Regions from separate parts of the Mus musculus genome. Here region 1 is linked to region 2. The links are chromatin contacts, called in public HiChIP or PLAC-seq maps. All regions are on one chromosome and are shown on one strand. Each heading gives the region's core, a stretch centred on a gene start, on an enhancer-like site or on the middle of the called end of the contact. The rest is flanking DNA. Distances are from core to core; before and after follow the strand shown.

Region 1 (4,838 bases), core at 982-3,481, 520 kb after region 2:
TCCTCTGGACTCTAATGATCATGCTGCCGTTCCTGCTAGTATGAGTATCTGTTGTTACTCCTATTGCTCATCCGTGGCACTGTGGGCTACTGTTGTTTGTGGTTTCTCATATTAACCTGTGAATTTCTAGTGTTACTTCATGGGCTCCTCTTTACGAGTTTCTGCAATCACTTGACTCTTCTTCTTCTTTTGTTTTTTTGAGACAGGGTTTCTCTGTGTAGCCCTAGCTGTCTTGGAACTCACTTTGAAGACCAGGCTGGTCTTGAACTCAGAAATCCGCCTCTGCCTCCCAAGTGCTGGGATTAAAGCCGTGCACCACCACCTCCCGGCACTTGACTCTTCTTAATATAATTGGTAAAACTCTTTTTAAGAGAATGATGCGGATGCTACTAAATTAATTAAATTAATACAGATGTTCACAAGAAATCAACTTAAGATGTTTTAACTCTTCTATAGTGTAATAGCATTTTCTTACTTCCAAATATCCTTCACTTTTAGCACATTATTCAATAAATCATTGATGAGTGATTTTTTCCCCTGGAGATATGTAACCAAATACTTATTCACCCTAGTTATAACAGCAACATCAGACCAAAGAAATAATTTCACCCATATTTGGCTTAGTGAACCAATGGGTTTAATTACTAGGGTGACTCACAGGAGCATGGGTGGACTCAAAGACTACATCACAGAAAAGCTCACATCAGGCTGACGATTTGCCTCTGGAACTCCCTGCAGATTGCTACTGTTTATTTAATCTTGGGTGGGAATTTTGTGAATCTTCTTTCAGGGGCTTTCCCACCCTTTAGGTTTCCTTTGCCTCTGAGTCTTGGGTGCCCTATTCTTGTCTCCAGGAGGGAAGATTTCAATTCAGAGGACATACCTAGCCACACAACATATTTAACATACTTTAAAATAGCTTTTAAATTTCCTTTTGATCAGGCAAGGTGCATAAAGGACAATTACGGGAGTCAGTGCTTTCCTTCCACCAAATGGGATCCCAGGGTTAAACTCATGTTTCCAGGATTCCACAGGAGCACTGTCACCAGCTGAGACATCTCACTGGCTCTAAACTCGGTTTTAAGTAGACCTTGTTAAATACTTTCACCTGATCATAGGTTTTCTATGTTCTGAGGGTTTGTGGCAGGCTGGGTATAACCTATGCTGCGTGTATTAGGTGCACTTTGGACTTAGTGTTTTCACCTTGCATGGGTTTATCAGGACAAACCCCACTGGAAGCTGGACAGCTCTATCTTATTGTCTCTGTTCACTTATTATCTTGGCTTGGTAACAGCGACAAAAACTTCAAACAGTCTGAATTAAGGTTAGCCTTTGCTTGCAAACACACCTCTACAAGTTCAATAAACAAAAGCACAGAGCCACTGGGCATGGTTTAGAATCGAGAGCCACACGCCTAGATTAGGTGTGTGGACGGAATAATGCTGACTTCCACCCATAATTGGTCTAGTATTTTTAAAGTGTATAGCGCAAAACACTATTAGACTAAAAGCACGTCAGAAATTATTTACATAATACATTTCAAATATGAATACCTGCTATTTAAAAATGTAAAAGACTAACCTGAATATATATGTTTTTGCTCATTACACACTAGGCACTTTAAAATATTTTTGTTTACTCGGGTAAGAACCATTCCTAGTTCCGTTTTGTTATCAAGGCAGAAGAGCTCCACAACCTGCAGTGGTCCAGTTTCCCTCTCCTTTCTACAGACCCTATACTACCTATTTGGAAAACATTCCACCTGTTGACACTGCTTTCCCAGCTTTCTAGGAACTGAAAGCCATTCTAGGCTGCAGGTCAGCAAGACTGTCTTTGAGCCCCAGGGCTACGAGCAAGAAGACTCTGGCGTGTAGGAGATTGGGGCAGTCCGAACAGACCCTTGCATTCACAGATGCCTAGCTAGGCAGGCAGGTAAATGGGACAGTGAGGTGAGGGACCCGAGTGTAGACCAGCGGTGTCCTTGCTAGCCCCAGCCCGGCGCAAGGGAGGTCTGTAGGTCCGGAGAGGACGTCTGGAAACTGAGGCTAACCACACGGGTTCCGCCAGACAACTTGGGCAATGCCAACAAGGCGGGTCAAAAAAAAAAACCACCAGAACCGACCCTGGGGCGCCTAGGATGGGTGGGTGGGGCTTGTGCTCACTGAGCACGCGCGCCCCGAGGCCTCCGAGTTCGGGTAGCAACACGAATCACGTGGCTCCTCTCCGGCCAATCAGCGGGACGCCAAGGCGGGGCGTCCAGCGGTGGCCCTCGGCGGGAGGCGGACGGCTTCCGGCAATAATTGGACGCTGCGGCTCGGTGTGGTTGGTGGCTGTCTCGTCTGGAAGGGACCCGCAGGTGAGAAGGGCCTCAGGACGGGGAGGGGCAGTCGGGCAGGGCGTCCCTGGCTCGCCCTCCGATGTCCGCCGTGCTGCTCCGGGGGCCCCGAGCGGGCTGTGGGCTCGTCCAACCTCGGTAGATGCAGGCGTCCGCCCCCCACCGCCGCCGGCCTGTCCCCTGCGGGTCCGTGCGGCCTCCCGTGCACACCTGTGTGTGCACCATCCTTCAGGCCGGCGTGTGCGCTCGCCGCGAGGCACGCGAAATTTGCATCTTTGTCCTCACAGCTCCTTTCTGCCTCTGTTCCAGGGCAGTTCCATCTCCATCCCTGGGCCTATTCAAACTCCCCAGAACTCAGACGTCTGGAGAACTGTCCCTGTGAAGGCCCCCCACCCCCCACCCTTTTACCTGCAGCGCCAAGGCTTGATTTCCCACCATTATCAGAAAAGATCCCCCATTTCCTTCACATTCCGTTTTCCTTCGTTCCTGGGCATGTTGTCCTACTACGAAGCATCTGTGATGATCTCTCTAGATTCCTTGGAGTAAACCCCATTTCTGACATTCAGCCTAAATATACAGTGGTTTTGTTTGTTTGTTGTTGTTTGTTTTTTTATATGATCTTTCACAATCAAATTTACCCACCTATACAAACTCTTCACGTTTGATCCAAGTTGTTGGAATTTAATTTACTTGAAAATCTTGTAAGAAAGCTAGAGCAGCGGAAAAATCAAATGCTTACTAGGTTGAAGATGGGCTTCATTTTAAAAAGGGATTTGTTACTGTTAATTATGAGTGAGCCTGTGTGTGGGCACATGCACGAGTGCCTGGGGAGACCAGAGGCTTCCATCCTGATGGGCTGGAGTTATGGTGTCAGCTGCCTGACTTGGCTGCTGGGAACCAAGGGCGGGGTCTTCTGCAAGAGCAGTTACAGTGAGTGAGCTCTTAACCCGCTGACCCATCTCTCCAGCCCAGGCCATACATTCTTTCTTACTCTAGAACAATGGAGATTATCGTTCTCGAAATTTTAAATGAAAAAATAAGAGTGAAGCTTTTTTTCTCCAAAAGTGAACCTGCCTTGCTATTTTTGTTATAAACTGTTTTATTATAATGCCCCTGCTATACGCTCAAAGCGTTTGTTTTGAAGATGAAGGCCATTGATGTACAATCCGATTATTTTTTTATGTAATTTACAAATAGAGCAACACACATATAAAGCCAAAAAATAGAAGACAAAGAACAAAAACGCAAACCACTGAAACCTGTAATTTCCTGGAACCTGTTTTAATAGGCTGTTATGATTACTATAAATATAGTGCCTTAAGAGCATGGCTTGTGGAGTGAGAGTCCGTAATTTTGAATCCCGTCCTATGGGATTCTTTGCCTCTGTACTGTCATGGATAAATAGAGTGTTTTGTTATGATGCTGGTGGTTGAACAAACATAGCCCCTTGAATATGCTAAGCTCGAGCTGAGCCTTCAAATAGAGAATTATATTTGCAAAGTGTGGCAGTTTTCTACTTTACAGGTTAGTGTGAGGACTAAACTCAGTGCAATTCAGTGAATTATTCAGCGTTAATGCCTGGCCCATTCTGAGTTCTAGTGTTTGCTGTAACTGTTTTCATTAGGAGAACGTGTGTTTGTTGTTGTTGTTGTTGTTGAAGAAGGAGAAGGAGAAGAAGAAGAAGAAGAAGAAGAAGAAGAAGAAAGTATATTTTGCTTAGTTCAAGATCTTTAGTGTTCGTTTCTCCTAGGACATGGATTTGAAGAAATCATCCTGCTCATCTGAAGTGCCCCACATTCATGTCCCACCATGGGAAATAGAAACTCAGAAAAGACCTAAAGATCTTCGGCCCCAAGTGACTTTTGGCATTAGCTTGACATTCTTGTGCTTAAGTTTTAGTGTGTATACGGGCAGGAGAGATGACTCAGTGGTTAAGAAGCCTGCTGCTCTTGCAGAGGACTAGCTTAAGTTCCCAGCACCCACATGGTGGCTTCCCACGGGATAGAACTGCAGTTCCAGGAGGATAGGATGCCTTTGTCCGATCTACTGGGCACCCATGGATGTGGTACTACACTCACGCATACAAGCAAAGCACTCATACACATAAAATAAATATGTATATATTTTAAAAGGACGGATTGTATAAGCTGTGTCACAGCTGAGTAGACTCAGACATTACTCATACATATACATTTTCAGAAATGATTTCTGGATTTTACTTTATATGATGGTTAGACTTGGTTGCCAACTTGACACACCTGGGAATAGGGAACCTTAATTAACTCCGTGATGTTGGCCTCTGGCAGTGGCTCTCAGCCTTCCTAATGCTGTGACCCTTTAAGACAGTCCCTCGTGCTGTAGTGAACCCCCAGCCATAAAATTATTTTTGTTGCTAGTTCATAACTGTAATTTCGCTGCTGGTGTGAATTGTGATATAAATATCTGATATGCAGGATATGTGCTCCCCACCCCAAAGGGGCTGAGACCCACAGGTTGAGAGCCA
Region 2 (4,995 bases), core at 364-2,863:
TGAGAACCCAGAGGCCACTTAGTTCACAAAGCTAGGTGCTTTGGCATCGTCCCTCTGGCACTGAAGGATATGTGCAAGTGAAATAAACTGGATTGATGGAGTGCCACATAAATAGCTAAGGGGGCCAGGGATGATGGCTCAGCAGGTAAGATGGCTCTTGCAGAGGACCCAGGCTTGATTCCCAGCACCCATGTGGTAACTCAACCATCTGTAACTGCAGTTCAGGGCATCTCATACTTTCTGACTTCCATATGATGCACAGATATACATGCAGGCAAAGCACACATAAAGTAAAAATTAAGGCATGAAATGAAAACATTGTAAACCTCCGGTGGGGATGGCTACTTACTGTGCATTGAAAGTCACTAGCAACAGACAACTGCTAACCCATGTGTATCCATGACTTCTCTCATCACCAGGATAACACCTGATAGTAACTTGAAGCAGGAAGGGCTAAGCTTTGCCTATAGCTTGTGAGAGGAACAGTTCATTATAGTGGTGAAGGCTTGGCCGCGGGAGCACTTGACAGCTCTTATATGATCAGAAAGCAGAGATGGCTACTAGTGCTCAGCGTGCTTCCTCTTACATCGGCCTGGACGCTGACCCTGAAGTGTATCTATCTATAGTGATTCTAACTTTAGTCAAGTTGGCAGTGAGATTAGTCATCACACCATAGAATGAAAGAGATACCTTACAAACTCTGAGAATCAGTATGTAGCATGGAGAGAACTCTTAAAACCAACCACCAACAGCAAGCAGCATGCCTGGTGAAGAGAGGGCAAGGCTGTGATTGGACGCCTCTCCGTGAAGGTTGGGAGTGGTTTGCAAGCATGAGCATAAGAATCAAGGAATGGAAGTTAGAGCCACAAAGAGATGCCATCATAATGCCCAGACGACGACGACCCGTGAGAGCAGGAAATACAGAAACTGGCAAGTCGCTACGGCTTGGATCTGTGATGGATCCTTAAAGCTTCTACCTGGGTGTGGTGCTTGTCTTTTTACTCTTTGTTCTTGTTTTTGTTTTAAGATAGGGTCTCCCGGGTCCCAGGCTGGCCTTGAACTTGTTACGTAGCTGAAGGAGCATGAACGTCCTTTCTTTCTACCTCTGACTCCCAAGTGCAGTAGTACAAGTGTGTGTCACCACACCTAGTTTATATATGCTGCGCTTGTAACCCAGGGCTTCTAAGCTAGATAGTTGTGCTTGCAACTGAGCCCTGTTCCCAGCCCAAGACCCACACAGGCAAGTACTTAGTTTGGCAATTTGGTAAGTCGTGGAATTTTAAGACGTGAGACCTCATGGTAAGTCTTTAAGCCATTTGGGGGATCTGCCCTTGAGACGGATCCTAGAATCTGAGTTGTGCGTGGGTTTTTTTGATTGTTTTGTTTTGTTTTGTTTTGTTTTTGTTTTTGTTTCTGCTTCCTGACTATGATGTGAGCCAAATTCGTTCACCATTCCCTGCCATACTATTGTGGCCCTACCAGACACCTATTAGGCAATGGGTGAGCCTGGTCAAAGCCCACAGTTATGACTCAAAGTGAACCTTTGTTCTTTACTGAATGACTAATCCCAGGCCTGTGGTATAGCACCATACAGCTGTCTAACACACACTTGTTGGTCAGGATATGAGAAATGGAATCTCTACTGGTAGGGATAGGAAATGGAGTCACCTCAGTGGGAAACACAGGAGGGCTGCCCCTGAAAGGGTTAAAAATAGGAATTTGGTGTGTGTGCAAAGCTGTGCAAGCAGGTCTTGAAGACTGAGTTGAACACTCATGATCTAAGCACCATCGGTCACCAATAAAAACGAAGGTAAAACAACCCAAGTGGCCCTGGTTACATGAAGGACAGGTGTGGTCTACACACACAGAAAGACTTTAAATCTTGACTGAAAAGGGAATTCTGACACAGGATGAAACTTGAGTCTCTGTGTGACCAGTCAGAAGAAAACACTGTGGTCACATAAGGTACCCAAAGTTAGATTCACAGAAACACAAGGGACCTGGTGAACACGGCGTCTGTGGGGAAATGGGGGCAGTGGGTGTCAGCTGGGAATGAGCAGATGTCGCCAGCTGCCCTAAAAAGTCAAGCTGGCAATTTTTGTGTTAGGTGGGAAGGAAGGACTGCCAGACACAAAAGGGGCTGCACTGGATAGTTCTGTGCCTACTTGAGTCATCTGAAAGGAGGGAACCCCAATTGAGGATCTCCATAAGATTCTGCAGGCAGAGCCGGGCGTGGTGGCGCACGCCTTTAATCCCAGCACTCGGGAGGCAGAGGCAGGCGGATTTCTGAGTTCGAGGCCAGCCTGGTCTACAGAGTGAGTTCCAGGACAGCCAGGGCTGCACAGAGAAACCCTGTCTCGAAAAACCAAAAAAAAAAAAAAAAAAGATTCTGCAGGCAAACTTGTAGGGCATTTTTTTAATTCATGAGGGAGGGCCCTGCCCACATGTGGGTGTGGTCCTTGGCTAGTGGTCCTGGGTTCTGTAAGAAAGTAGGCTAAGAAAGCCACAAGGAACAAGCCAGTAAGCAGTACCCCTTCATGGCCTCTGCATCAGTTTTCTGTCCCGTTTGAGTTCCTATCCTGACTTACTTCAGTGATGGACTACAATATGGAAGTGTGAGCCAGAGAAACCCAATTATCCCAAGTTGCTTTTGGTCACGGTATTTCATCACAGCAACAGAATTCCTTAGATGTTGGTATCAGGAGTGGGGTTTTGCTGTGACAGACCTGACTGTGCTGGTTTTTTTTGGGGGGGTGGGGGGTGGGGTGCGGTTATGGAAGGGCTTTGGGTAGAAAAGCCATTGAGTGTTGAGAACTCAGTGAGCTGTTCTGTGGGAGCTTGGAAGATGAGATTATTGAGAGCAGTGCAGGTGATGGAGGCCTGGCTTGTGAAGCTTCAGAGGAAGGAAGCACTCCATCAGGACTTTCCTTACAAATCTGTGGTTCTGGTCAGTTGGGACTGAAGAATTAGCATGATTATTAACAAGAGACCAGAACCAATGAAGTAAAACCCATGTTTTACTGGCACAATAGGTGCTGGTCAGCTGGAGCTGAGAAATTAGTGGTGACTGGGGAGAGTTGGGGGGCGGGTGCACTTTTGATCCCAGCACTTGGGAGGCAGCCAGGGCTACACAGAGAAACCAAATCTTGGAAGAGAGAGAGAGAGAGAGAGAGAGAGAGAGAGAGAGAGAGAGAGAGAGAGAGAGAGAGAGAGAGAGAGAGAGAGAGAGAGAGAGAGAGAGAGAATATGAATCTGCTGGCAGCTGAACTCGGTAGTGTAAGAGTTATCCAGGTGGTACTGGTTTTGAATGCATGAAAGGATCATGAAAAGCAGCTGAGGCCTAGCACTGTGAGAAGCCAGGATGGGTCACTGGAGAAGGTGTAGCCTCCATATAGTTGAAACTCCAGAATTAAAGGGATTGTGCAGAGAAGTTGAGACTTGGCACCATGAAGGAAGCCTAGGAGAGGCTATTGGTGAAGGTGCAACCCAGTTGCAGCAGAAGACCCAGCATTTGTGGAGATGTCAGTACCATGGGATGACCACCAGAAACAGTAGCAGTAGTGGAGTTAAGTCAGCCAGAACCCAGAAGGAAAGCTGTGTGTGAGGCAAAGGGCAGAGAAGCGAGCCCAGCCCTTTGGAGAAGCCCAGAAGACTGTGAGCAGATCTCAGACACTAGATGCTGTTATTTGCGCTGCTGGAGTTTTGTTTTGCTTTGATCTGATTGTGACTGTGCCCCAGTTCTTCCCTCTTGAAGTAAGGAATTATTTAACTTAATTTTGAGTTTTACAAGAGCCCACGATTAAGAGATTTTGAACTTTTAAAAGAGATTGGGGATTTTCACAAAGACTGGATATTTTAAAGGGGCTGAACTTTTACTGTGTTTGAATTTATAGACTCCTAGGCTTTTAAAGGTATTTATGTTTTTTAATGTGAGGTGTTGGGAAGAAAAGAAGGTTGTGTCTTAGCTGTGATGTGTTTGTGTGTCAAGCTGACAAGAGGTCAGCTGTGCTGGGTAGTCTATGTGACACAAGCTAGAGTCACCTGAGAGGAAGGAGCCTAGGCTGAGGAAACGCCTCCGTAAGACTGAGCTGTAGGCAGGCCTCTAGGGTATTAATTAGTGATTGATATGAGAGGGCCCAGCCAATTGGTTGAGTCATTCCTGGGTTCTATAAGGAAGCCGGCTGAGCAAGCCATGAGACTCAAGCCAGCAAGCAGCACCCTCCATGGCCTCTGCATCAGCTCCTGCCTCCAGGTTCCTGCCCTGTGTGAGTTTCTGTCCTGACTTCCTTCAGTGATGAATGGTGACATGGAAGTGTAAGCCTGATAAACCCTTCCCTCCCCAATTTGGTTAGTGTTTCACCATAGCAGTAATAACTCTAACTAGACAGAGGGCAAGATGTTTTATTTGGCTTGGTCAGATCAGTGGATCGTTTGCTAGTGGAAGTGAAAACAACCCTTTCCCCCAATTCTTGTGTCACTTTAAAGTATTCAACAGGGTGCGTTGCGGAACATAAAAGGGTACACAGGGTAGTCTGTGTAGATACATGTGTAGGTCTTACGCCCCAGGAAGCTCTGTACCTGGTTACACTCTGTATGTGTGTGAATGTGTGTGTGTGTGTGTGTGTGTGTGTGTGTGTGTGTACACTCACGTCTGTCCTCCTGAGCTGTGCCTGTCTCAGCTGGGAAAAGACAAATGCAGACATTTTTGGTCTTTGGCTGCATGGAAGGAGGCAATATGAAGTGTGAACATTTTCTAAGGAAAGGGCCTGAGACCTTGGGGGCTGAGAGACAGGAGGTGGCAACAGGGTAGGTCTGTGGGCAGTGGCAGGCTGGGTGGGTCCCTCTGAGTCTCCCTGCACCTTCCTCCATCTCGGAGATGCCTGACCCCGGTGACTGAGGTGCCAAAGACACTTGTATTGCGGTTGAAATCACAGAAAGGTTTTAGATAAAGGGGTGTTCAGTTCTTAGTAGAAATTTCCCCTGGGGTCAGGAAAG

The links. HiChIP or PLAC-seq counts read pairs in DNA pulled down with a chosen protein or histone mark.
Region 1: a contact with region 2 is called in an HNF4G HiChIP or PLAC-seq map of pancreatic cancer cells. The contact joins the promoter of Fbxo25 here to the enhancer-like site in region 2. A contact is called at or near these places in 12 of 39 promoter capture datasets (the 3T3-L1 cell line, 3T3-L1-derived adipocytes, the C10 cell line and 8 more) and 1 of 115 datasets of contacts at active chromatin or transcription factors (pancreatic cancer cells).

What each region holds. Positions count from the first base shown.
Region 1 is chr8:13,905,508-13,910,345 of GRCm38.p6, forward strand. Fbxo25 (F-box protein 25) reads left to right here and starts at 2,232. Exons shown (of 10, transcript NM_025785.3): 1 at 2,232-2,356.
Region 2 is chr8:13,381,203-13,386,197 of GRCm38.p6, forward strand. No RefSeq gene overlaps it. Among named protein-coding and RNA genes, the nearest start is that of Atp4b, 13 kb to the right of the region's middle. Within about 2 kb of position 1,614, at least 15 of the 459 cell types and tissues checked have an H3K27ac peak or open chromatin away from gene starts, as enhancers often do. A contact at or near this core is called in pancreatic cancer cells, where this site is marked.